Regions from separate parts of the Mus musculus genome. Here region 1 is linked to region 2. The links are chromatin contacts, called in public HiChIP or PLAC-seq maps. All regions are on one chromosome and are shown on one strand. Each heading gives the region's core, a stretch centred on a gene start, on an enhancer-like site or on the middle of the called end of the contact. The rest is flanking DNA. Distances are from core to core; before and after follow the strand shown.

Region 1 (2,700 bases), core at 117-2,616, 350 kb after region 2:
AGGCCTTTCTCTCTCTCTCTCTCTCTTCTCTCTCTCTCTCTCTTTTTATTCGAGACAGGGTTTCTCTGAATAACCCTGGCTGTCCTGGAACTCACTTTGTAGACCATGCTGGCCTTGATCTCAGAAATCCGCCTGCCTCTGCCTTCCAAGTGCTGGAATTAAAGGTGTGCAACACCACAGCAGGGCTGGTCCTCTGGGATCCCTGCACTCATAAAGAGGTTTGAAGCCCTAGTTCTCAAGTTTCAACTTTAGTTTTTCTTCCTCAGGGAAGCTTTTTCTTCCTTAAGTTTTTCGCTAATGATCTGATGGAGAGAGATACATGCTCGCTCTTCCTAGAATGTTTAGATCTCTGTCCCCAGATGATGTCAGTGTTCCAGGAAACACACTTAAGGAAAGCCTGCCATTTATATTATTTTGTGTTTAGTTGATTGTTTTGCCAGATTGTAAACCCAAAAAGGAAGGATTTCAGGTCTGTTTCATATATCACTCTCTGGTATATGGTTCTCAGCCTTGCTTCTTTATGATAAAGAGAATTTTCTTGACCAACTTCTAGTCTAGCATGGCTTTTAGCAGTTTGAGGCCATGTTATCTATGACTCACCAGAAGTTTCCCCATTACTAAGCTCTGTACTTCTTGGCCCCGTTGAAATGCTTGTCGAGGTAAACTCAACACTGCCAGAATTTAATGTTTTTATTCCAGCCAAAACCTGGTAGTAGGCAGATAGGTCCCCAAACCCTAAATTACAGCAGTAACTCTAGAATGTTGCAATTATACATCTTTTCTCTGCCCCTTTGAAACATAAATCGTCTACCACTTGGAACTGCCTTACCAAAGGCACTTTTTGTTGATGCACACATTCAAGGAGATAGTAGCCTGGAGTGGTGGCACACTCCTTTTAAGCTCTTGGGAAGAAGAGGCAGACAGACCTCTTGAGAATTCCAGGCAACATCATGAAAACGTAACTGAAAAAAAAAAAGGAACCCAGCCGATAATAATTCTTACTTCCAATTCTTATGACCGCCTGTCATAAAGATATAAGAATTGCAGTGTGTGGTGGTATTAATCTCAGAAATGGAAGAGCTGAGGCAGGAGGATAAAAAGTCAGTCTGGGCAGCATAGAGAGATCCTGCCTCGCAAGCAAGCAAATAAACCAACCAACCAAAAACAGATACTCCATGAGAAACTCAGGGCGTCCAGGACATCTCAGAATCTGCGACTTCGAGCGTCAATTAACGCTAGGATTCATCGGCCACACCTCTCTATTCTATGCTGTGATTCCAGAGGCTGACCCAGTCTCGCGAGACCGAGGCTGTCACGTGATAGGCTTGGGTCTGAAGCCGATTCCACCTTATTGATTTTGGGCGGCGTCAAATTCCGGAAGAAAACCGATCCCGGAGTCGCTGGCCTGTGGCACCTGTGCGCAAGTGCGGAAGTGCGGTGGCATCCTCGCTAACCGGTTTCCGGTCTGTGTGCAGCACCGGGCTCGCAGAGCCACGTAACGGCCGGGGGTCTGCAGCCATGGCGGATAGGAAGGCTAACGGCGGCGGAGCGTCCGCCTCCTCGTCAGGCACTAACTTACTCTTCTCCTCCTCGGCCACGGAGTTCAGCTTCAACGTGCCCTTCATCCCCGTCACGCAGGCCGCCGCCTCCCCGGCTTCCCTGCTCTTACCCGGAGGTAGTGAGCCGAGGGCGCTTGGGGGCCAGTGTCTGTCCCGGGAGGCGGGTGGGACAGGAGTGTCGCCTGCTCTGAGTCGCTTGCCAGGGTCAGCAGTGACCAGCTTTCAGAGGGCCAGGGACTGGAGGATCCTGGAGGAGGGGCTCCGGTGATGAGGCTTGGAACTCCTGTCATTGCGCAACTGTTTGTTGAACACCCACTGGTGTGCTGGTGCTGGCAGAAAACGCAGCTAAATTAGACAGTTACCCTTTGCTAGAATCCGAAAGCTGCTCTCTTACTGGGAAACACCGGTGATAGGGTAGGACATCACCTAGGAGACAGTAAGTTTCTCCAGAGGAGACAATGCCTCTCTTGTAGAGGACTATACACTCTCTCCTAGTAAAAGCCCCCCCGTTACACTTTTGATTAAGCTCTGTGTATATCTGGGAAGGCTGATTTCTCTCTCTCTCTCTCTCTCTCTCTCTCTCTCTCTCTCTCTCTCTCTCTCTCGTTTGTCTCTGTCTCTCTTTCTCGTCTGTCTCTCTCTGGTGGTTTGGAGCACAGACTGTGTTCAGACCCGGCACTGCCATTAACTTGCTGTGTGGCCTCAGTCATGACATTTTACCTGTCTGCTTAGATTTCATGTTTTCAGCTCCTATCCCTGGGTTTGAGAGCAAGGTCTCTCTGTGTAGTACTGACTGTCCTAGAACTCACTGTGTAGATCAGGCTGGCCTCAAACTTAAAGGATCCACCTGCCTCTGCCTCTCTGCCTCTGAGTGCTGGGATTAAAGGCATTCGTCACTATACCCTGTCTCATTTTTGTAGAGTTCTATATCTAGTGTCCCACACGTATTGTTGTGTAAATACTTGTGAGCTAAGTACTCTGCCCCTCCATGTGGACTGTGAACTTCTTACCTCTTTTCATTTTCAGGGTCCTGTTTTTTAGTGCCTAGCACACAGGTGCTTGTTAGGTGCTGAGCTTTCCCCACCAAATAATTCCTCCTTGGAGGACTAAGGGGAGTTTCCCGCAGAAGGGAAGAAAGACA
Region 2 (2,700 bases), core at 11-2,510:
CTGGGCTTTGAACTGCTGAGCCAGCTCTCCAGCCTGTCTCTGTGGTTTTATAAGGCATAAATGTCGAATTACCCTAAAAGCTAAAATACCTCACATGATAACTCATAGGGAGGGAAAGGCACATGAGAGAAAGGTTTTAAACCACAGAGAAATGGAATGTGCTGAGTGCTGACAAAAGGAAGGTATAAGAAACAAGAGAGTCTGAGGACCGGAGGTAGGAAGTGTCATTTTCCCTGTTTCCCAAAGTCCCCAGCATTCGTTTCATATGTGCAATGCTAGACCTTCCTAAGTCATGGCCCTGCTTTGCCCAGTAGTCACAGGGCGACAGTGGGAGACGATCAAGACTCGGGGCTGCTCTATCTTTTGAGACTTCTAAGAAGAAAAGCCCCAGCAAGCTGGAAAGTATTCCTATCTTACAGGCCCATCGTCATGTCCAGGGTTTCAGAAGGTGAGAGTCCAGCCTAACTGGAGGGCACACCATCATCCCACACAGGGGAAGAAACAAACTGTGTCCCTGGCACAGATCTAGATGTTTGGATACTATGGAGAGGAAGAAAGACAACGATGCCTGGACTCATGGGCATACGAGACAGAAAGACAAAGTACCTTCCTAAGATGGAGAAGAATGTTATACAAGATGCTCAGAGTCAGTGAGCGTGAGGCTCAGGTGAGAGTCAGTGAGTGTGAGGCTCAGGTGAGAGTCAGTGAGAGTCAGTGAGTGTGAGGCTCGGAGGTGAAGCCAACACCACAGAGTGAGCGCCACACAGTGAGCGAGCAGCAGAGTCTGGCTCCCTAGAAATTACGTATGGTGGCTTTACCTGCAATTTCAGCCTGGGAAAGGGGAGACAGTGCAAGCTGGCTAGTGAGACCAGCCACATGAATAAGCTCTGGGCTTGACTGAGAGACCCTGTCTCAGTGACTGAAATGGAAGGGGGATGGAAAATGATAGCTTCATGTCGGCCTCAGGCCTCCACATGCGTGTTCAGACATGTACTATGAGCACTTTCATACATGTACTCACACACATACAAAAAAGCCCATGCACACATGCACAACACAAGTGTGAGCTTGTGCACATGCAAGCACAGACGTGCACATGCCAGAAAGACATAGAAAAAAAATTGACCAGTTGTCCTTAAACTAGCAGAGGTTTGAAAGCCCGATTTGCATCAGGCTCACAGCTGCCTCAATTGACTGCAGATAGCGATAGAGCCTCCCACGCTCCCTTTGGGACAGATGTGGTAAGTTTGATTGTGAAATTCAGTTAGGTGCCTTCTGCAGGGCCTGCCTCCTCCCCCACTTCTGGAAACTAGTAACTCAGAGCTGACTGCCTAGTTTTACCTCCCCAGAAGCTGGCCCCAGTTGAGCCTGTGGGCCCAGAGGTTGGCTCTGCATGTTTATGTAACTAAAGTGCAGTAGCCTAACATCGGCTGCCGTTGACCTTGCAAATCACACATAGCAGTGTGAAAGCTCAAAGCTGTGACCCAGACCAAGACCCAGACATGCTGGTATCACCAATGACACCACCCTCCCCGGCAGCATTGTGCTGGCTAGTTTTATGTCAACTTGACAGATGTTAGAATCATCTGAGAGGAGGAATCCTCCATTGATAAAATGCTTCCATAAGATTAGGCTATAGACAGCCTTAGTTTTCTTATTAATGATTGATGTGGGAAGGACCAGCCCATCTATTATGGGTGCTGCAGCTCCTGGGCTGGTGGTCCTGGGTACTATTAAAACAAGAGCCATGGGCTGGTGAGATGGCTCAGTGGGTAAGAGCACCCGACTGCTCTTCCGAAGGTCCGGAGTTCAAATCCCAGCAACCACATGGTGGCTCACAACCATCTATAATGAGATCTGATTCCCTCTTCTGGAGTGTCTGAAGACAGCTACAGTGTACTTAATATAATCAATCAATAAATAAAAAAAATACAAAAAAAAAACCTATTTAAAAAAAAAAAAAAAACAAGAGCCATGCTGAGCAACCCAATAAGTAGCGCTCCTTCACGGCCTCTGCATCAGCTTCTGCTTCCAGGTTCCTGCCCCGTTTGAGTTCCTGTCTTGACTTCCTTCAAGAGTAGATTGTGATGTGGAAGTGTAAACCAAATAAAACCTTTGCTGTCCACGTTGCTTTTGTTTCATTAAAGCTACAGTCACCCTAACTAGCATAGAAATTGATTCCAGGAGTGAAGTCTTCCCATGACACTCCTGACCATGTAGTTCTGAGAAGGACTGTAGAAAGCCTTGGAACTTTGTGTAGAGGGAATCTTTTGTACAATGTGTGGCAGCTTCACCTGCCCAAAAAAAGGCTGATGACCTATGTATGAGCTTAGGCGGGAAACAGGGACACTGAAGTTCCAGGATGGAGAAAGGATTTCTGGGAAAGAGTCGGGAGAACGAGGGATTCTCCCTAAAAGGTGATGGAGACGTTGCATGAACCAGAGGAGAGGTAACCCCGACATGGCAAGACTGAGAATGGAATAAACAGGACACCTGACTTACAAGCTGGTTGATTAGCAAGCCCTAGCTTTTGGCCTAGGCAATTATTCATGATAATTCAGTCTCAGAGTCATTATTTCCCGAACTTGGTGTGGTTGGTGAAGCCTGAGGTTACAACTTTGGGCTATAAAAGCTACTGAGTGTGCAAAGCTTGGTGAGTTGGTCTGTTGGAGCTTAGAAGATAAGAGCAGTGAGAAAAAC

Evidence for each region. HiChIP or PLAC-seq counts read pairs in DNA pulled down with a chosen protein or histone mark.
Region 1: an H3K4me3 HiChIP or PLAC-seq map of the SCID.adh cell line shows a contact between it and region 2, with 9 read pairs. The contact joins the promoter of Sec23ip here to the enhancer-like site in region 2. A contact is called at or near these places in 3 of 39 promoter capture datasets (the HPC-7 cell line, cranial neural crest and embryonic stem cells), 1 of 484 Hi-C or Micro-C datasets (bone marrow-derived macrophages), 8 of 115 datasets of contacts at active chromatin or transcription factors (the SCID.adh cell line, double positive thymocytes, effector CD8 T cells and 5 more) and 3 of 9 other capture datasets (adipose tissue, liver and pancreatic islet).

Annotation. Positions count from the first base shown.
Region 1 is chr7:128,743,504-128,746,203 of GRCm38.p6, forward strand. Sec23ip (Sec23 interacting protein) reads left to right here and starts at 1,367. Exons shown (of 19, transcript NM_001029982.2): 1 at 1,367-1,675. The coding sequence starts at 1,519.
Region 2 is chr7:128,397,636-128,400,335 of GRCm38.p6, forward strand. All of the region lies in intron 3 of Rgs10 (regulator of G-protein signalling 10), which reads right to left. Among named protein-coding and RNA genes, the nearest start is that of Rgs10, 19 kb to the right of the region's middle. Within about 2 kb of position 1,261, at least 22 of the 459 cell types and tissues checked have an H3K27ac peak or open chromatin away from gene starts, as enhancers often do. A contact at or near this core is called in the SCID.adh cell line, bone marrow-derived macrophages, double positive thymocytes and 1 more, where this site is marked.